Regions from separate parts of the Pan troglodytes genome. Here regions 1 and 2 are each linked to region 3. A link is a contact called in public Hi-C data. All regions are on one chromosome and are shown on one strand. Each heading gives the region's core, a stretch centred on a gene start, on an enhancer-like site or on the middle of the called end of the contact. The rest is flanking DNA. Distances are from core to core; before and after follow the strand shown. Region 1 has its middle 39 kb from the start of RBBP6. Region 2 overlaps PRKCB (protein kinase C beta). Region 3 holds the start of CACNG3 (calcium voltage-gated channel auxiliary subunit gamma 3).

Evidence for each region. A called contact is a pair of places that touch in the nucleus more often than the background predicts.
Region 1: a contact with region 3 is called in a Hi-C map of induced pluripotent stem cells, with 2.8 times the contacts expected there. The contact joins the enhancer-like site here to the promoter of CACNG3 in region 3. A contact is called at or near these places in 3 of 7 Hi-C or Micro-C datasets (induced pluripotent stem cells and stem cell-derived neural progenitor cells) and 1 of 1 other capture datasets (stem cell-derived neural stem cells).
Region 2: a Hi-C map of induced pluripotent stem cells shows a contact between it and region 3, with 2.7 times the contacts expected there. The contact joins the enhancer-like site here to the promoter of CACNG3 in region 3. A contact is called at or near these places in 3 of 7 Hi-C or Micro-C datasets (induced pluripotent stem cells and stem cell-derived neural progenitor cells) and 1 of 1 other capture datasets (stem cell-derived neural stem cells).

What each region holds. Positions count from the first base shown.
Region 1 is chr18:27,113,540-27,117,722 of NHGRI_mPanTro3-v2.0_pri, reverse strand. No RefSeq gene overlaps it. Among named protein-coding and RNA genes, the nearest start is that of RBBP6, 39 kb to the left of the region's middle. Within about 2 kb of position 1,967, at least 3 of the 24 cell types and tissues checked have an H3K27ac peak or open chromatin away from gene starts, as enhancers often do. A contact at or near this core is called in induced pluripotent stem cells, where this site is marked.
Region 2 is chr18:26,670,283-26,674,939 of NHGRI_mPanTro3-v2.0_pri, reverse strand. All of the region lies in intron 5 of PRKCB (protein kinase C beta), which reads right to left. Among named protein-coding and RNA genes, the nearest start is that of CACNG3, 200 kb to the left of the region's middle. Within about 2 kb of position 1,654, at least 10 of the 24 cell types and tissues checked have an H3K27ac peak or open chromatin away from gene starts, as enhancers often do. A contact at or near this core is called in induced pluripotent stem cells, where this site is marked.
Region 3 is chr18:26,870,198-26,874,323 of NHGRI_mPanTro3-v2.0_pri, reverse strand. It overlaps CACNG3 (calcium voltage-gated channel auxiliary subunit gamma 3), which reads right to left and starts at 2,569. Exons shown (of 4, transcript XM_016929639.4): 1 at 1,180-2,569. The coding sequence starts at 1,390.

The DNA of each region.
Region 1 (4,183 bases), core at 718-3,217, 240 kb before region 3:
TTGAACCCAGGAGGCAGAGGTTGCAGTGAGCTGAGATCATGCCACTGCACTCTAGCCTGGGTGATAGAGCAAGTCTCCATCTCAACAAAACAAAACAAAAAACAAAACCAAAATAAACAACCAGCTCTCATGAGCACTCACGAGCAGCACCAAGGGGGAAATCCACCCCCATGATCCAATCACCTCCCACCAGGCCCTGCCTCCAACATTGGGGATTACGATTTGGCATGAGATTTGGGTGGGGACATGGACCCAAACCATTTCAGGGGCATAAATCAAGACTCCTGGGGCTGAGTATGGTGGGTCATGCCTGTAATCCCATCACTTTGGGAGGCTGAGGAGGATGGATCACTTGAGTCCAGGAGTTCGAGACCAGCCTGGAAAACATAGCAGGACACCATCTCTACAAAAAGTAAAAAAATAAAAAATTATCCAGGCATGATGGTGCACACCTGTAGTCCCAGCTACTTGAGAGGCTAAGGTGGGAGGATGGCTTGAGCCCAAGAGGTTGAGGCTGCAGTGAGCCAAGGTGGTACCACTGCATTCCAACCTGGGTGGCAGAGGAGACCCTGACTCAAAACAACAACAACAACACGAAACAAAACAAAACAAAAACTCCAGTTTCCTCTTATATGGTTGTAGCAGGAAGAAGTGGGGGAGGAGGTGTGTGTGTGTGTTTAAACCTTTTTTTTTTTGGCAAGCACACATGTGCACAACCCAATATACACATCACGCTTACTTCTCTTTTCTTGGGGTAAGCCCCAGCATGACCAACCTCGGGCAGGTCTATTCTTCTCTCTGGGCCTCATTTTCCTTATCTGCTCAATGAAGCTGATGGATACAGCACTTTCCAAGGAACCTTTTCACAATAACATGTTCTCAACCAGTGTGCAGGTATTCCCCTCCTAGGGAGACATTCCTTGCATCTTTCCCACACACATGGCCCTGCACGCACACACAGACACAGAGCTGCAGTGTGTGCACATCTATCCCACACTCTGTCCCTCCAAGCCTTCCTACCCTGGACTATCTGGACTAGTAAGGAATGAAACAAGAAACACAGGGTCCGGGTCGTGGTGGTGAGGGTGAGGGAGGCAGAGTCCCAAAGGCCTGTTCTCACCCTTAGGAGGTTCTGGGGCAGGAGGTCTGGGTCACATTCTTGGGCAGATGCTGGAGGCCAGCTCTGCCCTAGTCTATGATCGAGGCCAGGCACTCTTTGAACTGATGGATATGGGGAAGCAGTACTTTTGAGCCCTCTCTAGACCCAGCTTTACCCCTACAAGCTCTGCAAATCACTTCTTAGTATTTGACTTATTTTTTTTTTAAATTTAGAGATCAGGTGTATCAGTCCGTTCTCACACTGCTATAAAGAAATAACTGAGACTGGGTAATTCATAAAGAAAAAAGGTTTCATTGGCTCATGGTTCTGCAGGCTGTACAGGAAGCATGGCTGGGGAGGCTTCAGGAAACTTACAATCATGGCAGAAGGCGAAGGGGAAGCAGTTTCCTCTTATATGGTTGGAGCAGGAGGAAACAGGGGAAGAGGTGCTACACAATTTTAAATGAGCAGCTCTGGTGGTAAGTCACTATCATGAGAGCGGCACCCAAGGGGAAATCCCCTCCCATGATCCAATCACCTCCCACCAGGCCCCACCTCCAACATTGGGGGTTACAATTCCACATGAGATACGGGTGGGAACACAGACCCAAACCGTATTACCAGGTCCTGCTTTGTTGCCCAGGCTGGAGTGCAGTGGCATGATCACAGCTCATTGCATCCTCAAACTCTCAGATGCAGAGATCCCCCCGCCTCAGCCTCTGGAGTAGCTAGGACGACAGGCATGCACCATCACGCTCGGCTAATTCTTAGTATTTCTGAAAGCATGGGTAGCAGTGCGTGTGTAGAGGAAGGAAGGCTGTAGAGGGCTGGTGTTCCCCCGCTGTTCCTTCTCCACAGGAGAAATTGAGTTGGGTGTGTCTAATCCCAGCTTGCCAGCTGAGGGCGCTTCTGTTCTGTAATTCCACCACCCTGGCCTTGGTGAGCCGAGTACAATTTCTTATCCCAAAGATAGGCCTAGGAGCAGGTTCTTTTTCACTCAAAGTGAGGGAGCCTTCAACACAGACCATAGCCAACACAGACCAGGCATGGTGGTGGGCGCCTGTAGTCTCAGCCATCAGGAGGCTGAGTCGGGAGGATTGCTTGAGCCCAGGAGGTAGAGTCCAGTCTGGGCAACATAGGGAGACCCCATCTCTTAATAAACAAAAAACACCAGCCTGGGCAACATGGTAAAACCCTGTCTCTACTAAAAATACAAAAATTAGCTGGGCACGGTGGTGTACGCTTGTAGTCTCAGCTGCTGGGGAGGCTGAGGCAAAAGAATCACTTGAACCCAGGAGGCAGAGGTTGCAGTGAGCCGAGGTCAAGCCACTGCACCCCAGCCTGGGTAAAAAAGCCAGGCTGTCTCAAACAAAACAAAACAAAACAAAACAAAACAAAACAAAACAAAACCACCCCAAAATCAAGCAAACAGAAAACAAAAACAAAACAAAAAATACCCACAAGGTTTAGGCTGCCGCCCATCTTTCTTTGACGGTGAGGTGGAGATTGGGAGGAGAGAAAGTAATCATTTCTTGCCTATGGGGTAATAGGGAATGCAAATTCTCATCCCTTGACTTGAGTTGGGTTCCCTAGCAGCAGATCCTAAGATGGAAACCAAGAATTCTCAGGAGGAGATGAGTGAGGAAGCAGGATAAAACAGTACAGAAAGCTCACTAATGCCACAGGAAGCAAAATGACAACACAGAGCTGGTCCCCACTTAAGGCCAAGGGGCTGGCCCCATTCCCGTGGGTTATCGTCCGAGGTCTGATCCCAGGAGGTGTGGGGGCCATCATCTAGTGGTTCCTTTCTGCCCAAGGGCTGTGCATTAGTTTGGAAGGCTGCTGAAACAAAGTACCACCACCTGGATGGCTTAAACTACAGACATTTATTCTCTAATAGTTCTGGAGGCTGGAAGTCCAAGTTCAAGGTGCCAGCAGGGTTGGTTCTTTCTGAGGGCCATGAGGGAGAGTCTGTTCCATGCCTTTCCCTCAGCCTCTGGTGGTCTGCTGGCAATCTTTGGTTTCGCTTGGCTTGTAGAAGCACCACTTCAATCTGTCTTCTTTTTTGAGGCAGGGTCTTGTTCTGTCACCCAGGTTGGAGTGCACTGGCGCAATCATGGCTCACTGCAACCTCTGCCTCCCAGGCTCAAGTGATCCTCCTGCCTCAGCCTCCCGAGTAGCTGGGACTACAGGCACGTGCCACCATGCCCAGCTAGATTTTTGTGTTTTTGGTAGAGATAGGGTTTCACTATATTGCCCAGGCTGGTCTCAAACTCCTGAGCTCAAGTAATCCACCCACCTCAGCCTCCCAAAGTGCTGGGATTACAGGTGTGAGCCACTGCGCCTGGCCCTCTACCTTCATTTTTACCTAGCAGTGTGTGTGTGTGTGTGTGTGTGTGTGTGTGTCTGTCTGTCTGTCTGTGTCCAAATATCCCCTTTTTATAAGGACAGTGGTGGTCCTAGTCTGTTTGCATTACTATAAAGGAATACCCAAGGCTGGGTAATTTATGAAGACAAGAGATTAATTTGGTTCACAGTTCTGCAGGCTGTACAGGGAGCATGGCATTAGCATCTGCTTCTGCTGAGAGCTCAGGATGCTTCTATTCATGGCAGAAGGCCAAGGGGGAGCTGGTGTGTGCAGAGATTACATGGTGAGAGAAGAAGCAAGAGAGGGAGGGAGGTGCTGGGCTCTTTGTAAGAATCACTTCTCAACTTATTACTGGGAGGATGGCACCAAGTCATTCGTGAGGGATCCACCCCCATGACTCAAATACCTCCCACTAGGCCCCGCCTCCAACACTGGGGATCACATTTCAACATGAGATTTGGAGGAGACAAATATCCAAACTATATCCATGGTTATATTGGATCAGGGCCCTAAAGACCTAATGATATAATTGAAGTTAATTATCTCTTTAAAGGCCCTCTTTCCAAATAAGGTCACATTCTAAGATATTGAGGGTTAGGACTTTAACACTGGAATTTTAGGGGCATACAATTAATTCAACCCATACCATGCAGTGCTCTAGAGAGGAAACAGCTGTGAGCTATTAGCAGCCAGTGCTCTGGGCATCTGGGGATGGA
Region 2 (4,657 bases), core at 405-2,904, 200 kb after region 3:
TTTATTGGCCATAAATAATCAGGGAAAGACACGTTTGAATCTGCTCTTGGGGTAAGGGCTGGATCTGGCCCCTGTGCATGCACCACGGTCCCAAGACTCACCGATAGCAAGGCTATGGAAATAGGCTGTGTTCATCTGTTTGCGTTGCTCTCAAGGAATACCTGAGGCTGGGTACTTTATAAAGAAAAGAGGTTTATTTTTGTTCATGGTTCTGTAGGCTGTCCAGGAAGCATGGTGCTGGCATCCACTTCTGGTGAGGGACTCAGGAAGCTTCCAATCATGGTACAAGGAGAAAGGGGAGCCCGTGTATCACATGGCAGGAGCGGGAACAAGAATGAGAGAGGGGAGGTGCCAGACTCTTTTAAACAACCAGATCTCTAGTGAACATGGAGCGAGAACTCGTTTAGGTGACATGGAGCGCACCAAGCCAGGCATGAGGTGTCTGCCCCATGACCCAAAAATGGCCCAAGCACCTCCCACGAGGTCTCACCTCCAACACCGAGGATCACATTTCAACATGAGACTTGGTGGGGATAAAACATCCACACTGTATCACAGGTATTTTGCATTCACTTTTAGACCCCATGCCTGGAGACCCAGTGGGCATTGTTGCCCCTATTCAAGAACGCTGGAGACAAGACATCTCAATCCCAATGTCAGTCTGCCCATCATCTTTCTAGGGGAACCTGTATGACCCACAAGTCCCATAAGCTGCCTCTTGAACTAGTGACAGGCAGAGATGGTGATTAGCCCAGGTCAGTCTGATGCCAGGAGGTATGGATGAGGAAGCTGGGGAAATCATGGCCAGAGCCAAGGAGAACCCCAAGGGAGAGGCTGGCAGTTTCAGAGAGGAAAAGAGAAAGAAGATGTGCACTTACTGCAAGGCTGAAAGAAAGCACACCCATCCCTGAGTTGAAATCACCATTTTAATTTCCAAATTCTCAATTCGGCAAAGTGGTTAAGGGGCTGGGTGTTAGATGCAAACAGACCTGGGACCAAACTCCAGTTCTGCCACACAGAAGCCAAGTTGACCTTGAGCAAGTCAATTAACCTCTCTGAGCCTCAGTTTCCCCTTTTGTCAATGGAGACAAAATGGGTTGATGCAGGTAAAGAGCCCAGCACTGTGTCTGGCACTTAGTAGGCTGTTGTAGTGCAGGAAATTTATATTTAGAGAGAGAGAGAGACTGAAAGGATTCTGTCAAGCAAACAGCATTGCACACCACACACCCCTACAAAACTAGAAGAAATAAGCAGAAAGATGCACTGGAACATCCTTTGGGACTGCTGGCTCTTTGTGGATATGACTACTTGTCCTTCTCCACCAACCATTCCATGATTTCAGATTGGTTCACTTTTCTTTCCCCAATTTGAAAGCCTGCTTAGGTCGGGATTTCTCCAACAACGGGCTAAGACAGTGGATTCGTCTGGAAAGAAGAAATGAAATCAAAGGAGCATTGATCCTCGATGGGGGGAACAGGCTCTCAGCTCTTATTCCAAGTCCCTGTGAAGCCACATTCTCTGAGCTGAAGCAGGCATCCAGCAAGGGCCAGAGAAGCCAACGTGAAAGCCCAAACCCAGCCATCCGTGGCTGCCGCATGCAGCTCGTCAGGGGAGGAGGAACAGACAATAGCAGTCAGTTCCAGGGCCATCTCCCTTCCTTCCCTAGTGCTTCTCAGAACCCAGCAGGCAGCTGATGAGGACTCAGCAGCGGCTGACAGCCCATCTAAAGCTCACTGTCTCTCCAGCTTCCAATCACCAGGTGTCTGAAGGGGTTTCAGAGCAGTCAGCTTCTGCCCTCATTAAGAGGCCTTTGGTGGGTGGAGAAGATGATTGTGAAAGGAACTGTCAGCTTCATTAGGCAACTCAGAGGAGGGGTACAGAAGTCCCCAGAGCTCTGGCCTCCTGGCCTGTGCCCAAGAGGGCCCCTCATTTGCATCTCATTTGCATTGCATACTGAACGGGACCCCCAGCTTACACTTGGAGAAATTGTCATGAGCTAAAGAGAGAGGCTGCCATCGGGTTTGTGGCAAATGATCCTGGGGGAGGAGGATCCACAAAGCAAGCCTACACAACAGTCTCTGCCCTCCAGGAAAACAAGACCTCAATCAGACCACAGCGATGCAGACAGATGCAGACCACACTATTCTGGGATGGATGACCAACTAAATAAAGCCATGTTTACATCATGCACAAGGCCAGACAGAGGGAAAATTCCAAATGTTTTCAAGAGACTGTTAGAACGATTCGTGCTAATTGCATGCAAGTCTTGTACTATGAATGTCAAACTGCACCAGCATCACATAAATGAGCTGTCAACGGCTTGGTCAGCGTTCCCACAGAAAAGAACCTTTTCCTCCCTCTCAGAATAGTTTGATTGATACACACACAGCTCCCCTTCTTGGGAAAGGGTTTTTAATTTATTGTCCAAAAGCCACAGGTTTCCCCAGTATCCCTAAAGGATTGTCTCTTCATATAAAATAGGTGCTAAGATCTCCATATTAAGACAAACCTGGGTTTAAATTCCAGCACCAGCACTTATCAGCTATATGAATCTGGCCAAGTCATTTAATCTTTCCGAGCTTCAGTTGTCTCCTCTACAGAATAGGGACAATAGTCACATCTATCTCATAGGGAGTAAATGATATCATGCATATAAAAATGCTCTACAAAAGACAAAGTTAAGAGATACTGCCTACCATTGGGAAAGCAAGAAATGGAGTTGCAAATACATAACTTAAATAGCCAGGTTCAGTGGCTCACACCTGTAATCCCAGCACTTTGGGAGGCTGAGGCATGAGGGTCACTTGAGGCCAGGAGTTTGAAACTAGCCTGGGCAACATAGCCAGATCCCATCTCTATTATAAAATTTTTAAAAATTTGGCTGGGCATGGTGGTGTGTGCCTGCAGTCCCAGCTACTCAGGAGGCTGAGGCAGGAGGATTGCTTGAGGCCAGGAGTTTGAGGCTGCAGTGAGCAGTGATTGTGCCTCTGTACTCCAGCCTGAGTGATACAGTGAGAACCTGTATCTAAAATAAATAAATAAAACTTAAAGGAACTATTACAACTACTAGAGTCACAATAATGGATTCCCATTGGACTAAGAGAAAAGACAAATTCCCTCCCAAGAATCACATAGCCCTCAGCAGCTGCCTCTCTGTTTCCTCCGCTTTCCTCTCCTGCTCCCTCCCCTTGACTTGCCCCACTTAGACACACGAGCCTCCTTGCCGTTTCTTCAAGCACACCGAACATGCTCATGGCACAGGGCCTTTGCACCAGCTGTTACTGTGCCTGGAATGCTCTTCTGCCAGGGAGATGCATGGCTCCCTCCTTCATCTCCTTTGAAAGTCTTTACTCAATGTCCCCATCTCAGTGACTGCCTGCTTGCCACCATATCTAAATGTGCAGGTCCAGTACCCTCCTGCCTCCTTCCCATCCTCTTTTTCCGTTTTTTCTTTTTCCCCCTTAGCTTACTGTTCGTATTTTACTTATTTACCTACTTTGTCTTCTCCCACACTACAACAGAGGTCTACAAACTACAGCCCAAGGGCCAAATCCAGCCTCCTGCCTGTTTTTGTAAATAAAGTTTTATTGGCACACACCCGTGCCCATTCATTGGCACACTGTGGCCACTTCTGTGTTACAATGGCAGAGTTAAGTAGTTGTGGCAGTGACCAGATAGCTCCAAAGCCCATCTGGCCCTTCACAGAAAAAGTTTGTCAAGCCCTGCACTAAAATATAAGCTCCATGAGGGCAGGACTTTGGCTTGTTCTCTGACAAATCTCCAGTGACTAAGTCAATGCCTGACATGTAGAACATGCTTAATAATCACTTTTTTTTGAGTGAGTGAACTACAAATGGCAGTAACCCTGTGCTGGATGTGAGGGGAAGAGAACTAGAGGGATCACATCAGAGAGTTAAAACCTTCTCAGGAAGTCAGAGCCATGAAATAGTGAAATGACAGAGAGACAGAGCACATGATTAAAATTTAGAGCTCAAGTGCCTGAAGAAAGAGTTTAAAGAGTTGAAAATAGTGTCTTCCAATGCAGTGGTTCTCAGAGTGTCAGAGATGTTTGAACCAGAGTGACTCCATCTTGAATAGGGGCTGGGTAAAATAAGGCTGAGACCTACTGGGCTGCATTCTCAGGAGGTTAGGGGATTCTAAGTCACTGAATGAGACAGGACGTCAGCACAAGGTACAGGTCACAAAGACCTTGCTGATAAAACAGGTTGTGTTAAGGAAGTAGGTCAAAATCCTCCAAAACCAAGATGGCAACAAAAGTGACGTCTGGTCGTCTTTGCTGCTCATTATACAGTAATTGTAATGCATTAGCACGCTAAGAGACACTCCCAGTAGTGCCATGACAGTTTACAATTGTCACGGCAATGTCAGGAAGTTACCCTACATGGTCTAAAAAGAGGAGGAATCCTCAGTTCCGGGAATTGCCCACCCCTTTCCCAGAAAACTCATGAAAAATCCACCCCTTTTTTAGCATATAATCAGGAAATGACCTCAAAAGTGGCTAGCCAGCAGCTTTAGGGCTGCTCTGCCTGTGGAGTAGCCATGCTTTATTCCTTTACTTTCTTAATAAGCTTGCTTTGACTTTATGGATTTGCCTCGAATTCTTTCTTGCAAAAGACCTAAGAACCTCTCTTGGGTT
Region 3 (4,126 bases), core at 1,320-3,819:
ATAAATGCAAGTTCTCAAGAAGCCCTGACAAATGCCAGCCAGTGAAAATGCAGTGTGAAGAACCAATGGCAAGCAGGGGAGGGGACCATACAGGAAACGCAGATTTCCTTGCCCACCACTGTGACAAGCTTCACAGATTTCTCGGAAGCCTAAGAAAACCCCTACTGCCCCTCTAATCCAGTGACTTCCGTCAGGCACATAGGCTCCAAAGAGCTTTGATTTTCTTCCTTATCTTTCTATTTACTCCCAGTGATATCCAAGCATTGCCTACTGGTGCTGAGAGTGACTTCTGGTGTGGTGAAAGCAAGTTTAATAGTGTGATAGGCTACAAAAGGGCTTTATATTTTTAAATTGCTCTTTCTTCTTCATTATAATTTATAACTACTCCCTAATTTTTAGAACTAGAAATGACAAACTGCAATTCTTGGAGAATCAGTCTTTTGTAAATGTCATGGAAATACCTTTTTAGGGGTTTGGGAATGATTTAGGAATGAAGACAGGTGGATACAAAATACCAAGACTTCAGTTTTGTTGTGATCCAAACTAATAAAACATGTATCAATAAGGATTTTTTCTTAAAATGTGTGCATAGGGTGTGGGTGGGAGTAGGGGTTTACATGTTACCCTGTTACTGATTGGCAGTGGAAGTTGATGACAATATCTAGTTAGAGCAAACTCAGGAGAAACTGATAAGTCTATGTTGAGAAATAATGAAATAGCTCAGAATGTGCCAGACCAGGTCAGGATCTCTCTCTCTCTCTCTCTCTCTCTCTCTCTCTCCTCACTTCCTTCCTCTTGTCCCTTCTCCTCCCTTCCCTCCCGCTCCCTTCGAAATCCAATTTAAGCAGGGTTAAAGACCCCATCTCAAGCCAGAGATCCAAGCAGTTGACAATATGCCTAGGGATTTTGGATTTGAAGACTTTTCTAAACTGCAGAAGCTGCCTAGAGTGTGACAAAAATCTCATCTCATGAAGCTTATACTAAAAACAATCAACAAGACCCAACCCCTTTAACCCACATGGCGTCAGTCTTGCTGTTAACAGAGTCTGGTCACCTGCACATTCTCAGCAATAATTTGAACTTCTCTTCTTTCCTTATCACCATTTCCATCTCCTCCAAACACCCACCAGAATATCAGAACTGGATTATTCAGAGCTATTGAGAGGAAATTGTAAATACCTTCTAGGCAGCAGGTCCTCCACAGCCCCGAATGGGTCATTACTTCTTCATTCTTCCTGCTGGTTTCATTATCACTTGTAGATTTAGTCCTGCACACACCTCTGGAATATAACCAGTAGTCCGTGCCCACTGCAATGGTCATTAAACTAAAAGCGGCAAAGGCTCCTACAGTGGTGATCAACATCTGGATACCTCTGTCACACATCCTCATAATTCTTCATGGTACTCTGGACGGCTGGGGGTTGGAGGGGGAGAGTCAGTGCCGGAGGGGAAAATCACTCTGCAGCCGGGTAACCTAGTACAGGCTCTTCCAAAAATTCAGGTCTCCTTTTGTCAGCATCCACAGGGACTTTGGGAAAGCTGGGATTTCCTTTCTGGAGCTCTCTCCAGTTCCCTGGGTCGCCTATGGCCCTGGGAAGGGTGCAGGCTCCGGGGGGTTGGTCCGCATCACTGCTGCCTTCTGAGGGTCCCTGGGTTCCTTTCATTCCTCAGGAGCGTGGTAAAGACGAGGGTCCGTGCAGGGCATGGCTCCGGAGCCTGGAGCTGCCAGCTCGGTTTGAGATGCGCCTGGCTTCTCACAGCCCCGGGAGACTCAAGGCAAAGAAACCCAGAGAGGTCTCTGTGTGAGTGTGTGTGTGTGTGCGTGCGTGCGTGTGTGTGCGAGCGCGTGTGCTGGGGGTGAGGGCGGATGGCAAAAAATAGCACTGCTGGGAGGCGAGCCGCTGAGAAGAGTGTTCACTGCTTCCACAGCCTCGCAGGAAAGCTCTCCGCCTGCTCCCGACACCCCCGCTCAAACTGGAGAAAAGACAGAGTCCTGGGGCGGGGGCCGGCTGGTTTCCCTGGGGGCGCCAAGGTCCGTGGTGCTGAAGGGACAGCTCCCCGCCTGTTGCCCCGCCTCCGCCGTCTTAACGCCTAGGCTTTAAGGTCCGTGGTGCCGAAGGGACAGCTCCCTCATGCAGCTGCACACCGCCGCCCGGGCTAGAAACCCGGGGTGCTAAAGGGTCTTTCTTCCCTCACCCCGCCCTTCCCCCGTTCCTTCCCGGGTCAGCCAGCCGGCTCGGCTCTGCCCAGTCAAGCCCACTCTCCGCGCAAAGTTTCTGGAGCCGAGGACAGTCAGCGCCCTGGCTCCTGGGCGCTGCAGCACGACCCGGTTCCTCCGCTCTAGGAAGGGTTAAGGAAAGGGGAAGGGGAGCGAAGCCCGTAGCGCACTCTGGCGCTCCCTCAGCACCCACCCAACGCGGCATTCTTCAATCCTCCCTTTCACCCCATGAGCCAGGCAAGTTTGCCTTTTGCTGCGGGCACCACTGGAGCCCATTGGGGAAAAAGAACACCCGAAAGACCGAGTCTTCTTAAAGGCACCGGCAGCTCTGGAGACGGCTCTATGGCTCGCTTAGGCGGGCAAAAAGTGTTGTCACAATCACATCTGTGTAGAGTCTGTCTCAATTTGGTTCCCCAGCAAACAAACCAATATGTCTACCCTCCTTTCTCTGGAGCTCTGGTTTACACCGGAGACAACCTGCTCAGATCAGACCCGGAACTGTTCATATATACATGATCATGTATTCCTAAAAGATGGAAGAAGCTAAATATATATAGACTCTGTCATACACATATTAGGGACCTTGGGCAAAAGACTATAAGATTTTGGCCTTTGAATATGCCTTTTATACATTTTAACATATCTACATCGAAGGGGGTGATGGATTCATGGTGGGAGAGTCACTGAAAATGTCAGATTTTGTTCAAAGGTCTCTGAGATATTCATTTGTTAACATTGTTATCTAAGTGAGACCATGAAGCAGGTGAAGTTAGGTCTGCTTTGCTTGTTAGTCCAAAGTGCAAATGGCATTGCACACCTGAAAGCTCTCTTCCTTGGAAATAGCCAGTATTGCAAAGGACCAGCATTTAACCAGCTTTTTATTACTATGTATTCTGGCATATGCATGGGCACACACCGAGTTGACTAGAAACAGCCCACAGAAATGCCCTTATTATTTTTTTTCTTATGGCATCCTGGGACTGATATCCAGAGGTCAGATAGTTGGAAATGAGGCTGCTTGGGTTGTTTCCACAGTTCCTGAGATGTGTCCGCAACCAACTGTCATGTTTGAATGTTATTTAGCTGGACAGAAATATAACGGGAGGTAATCGCAGACACACATACTCCCCTGGTGCCATCTCTGGCTGCCTGGGAACTTCTATTCAGGTGACTGGGTAGCAGGAATATATTGAAGGGTTCGCAAATGCAGCTCACAACTTCTTGGTGACTTTGCTACTTTCATTTTGGTGTTAAGACTGAAGACTTTATTCTGGTGTTAGATAAATACTCATGTGCAGGAGGAAGTTTGAATGTATAGCTGTGGAGTGATTGTGTTTGAATGCTCACCTGTGCTATGTTCAGTTTAGTTATAAATTCTGAATGCCTGTGAATCCGTCATAGAAGTAAAGCAAGTATGTAAATGTATGTTTGTACCTGCAGACAGTGTTATGGACCATGTGAACATATTTGCTGCAAATGCCTAGCATTTTTGCTATGCATATGCATACATATTTGCACATGTATGTGTATGCATGCACGTGTGTAGGTATAGTATAGATTTGAATATGTAGGTGTGTATACCTATGAGCATTTAGTTGCATATGCATGTGTCGTGGTTCAAAAACACTGATTTATGGACAGGAGGTAGAAATACTGAAATCTTGCCACATAATCCACAATGGAATGGATAAACTTGGGGCCAGCACCACAGCCATACTCCAGAAGAATGACAGAAGATAGTCGGGAGAGGATACACGAGGGCCCCTACAAGTTTCTTAGTGTCATTTTCTTTCCTGAAATGAAAATTTGCATCTTAATAAAAATATCCTGCCTTGATTGTTATTACCTTTCTTTTTTAAGGGAAAGCCATATGTAACATGGAGGTGAGGTTGGTATTTCTTGGGAGGG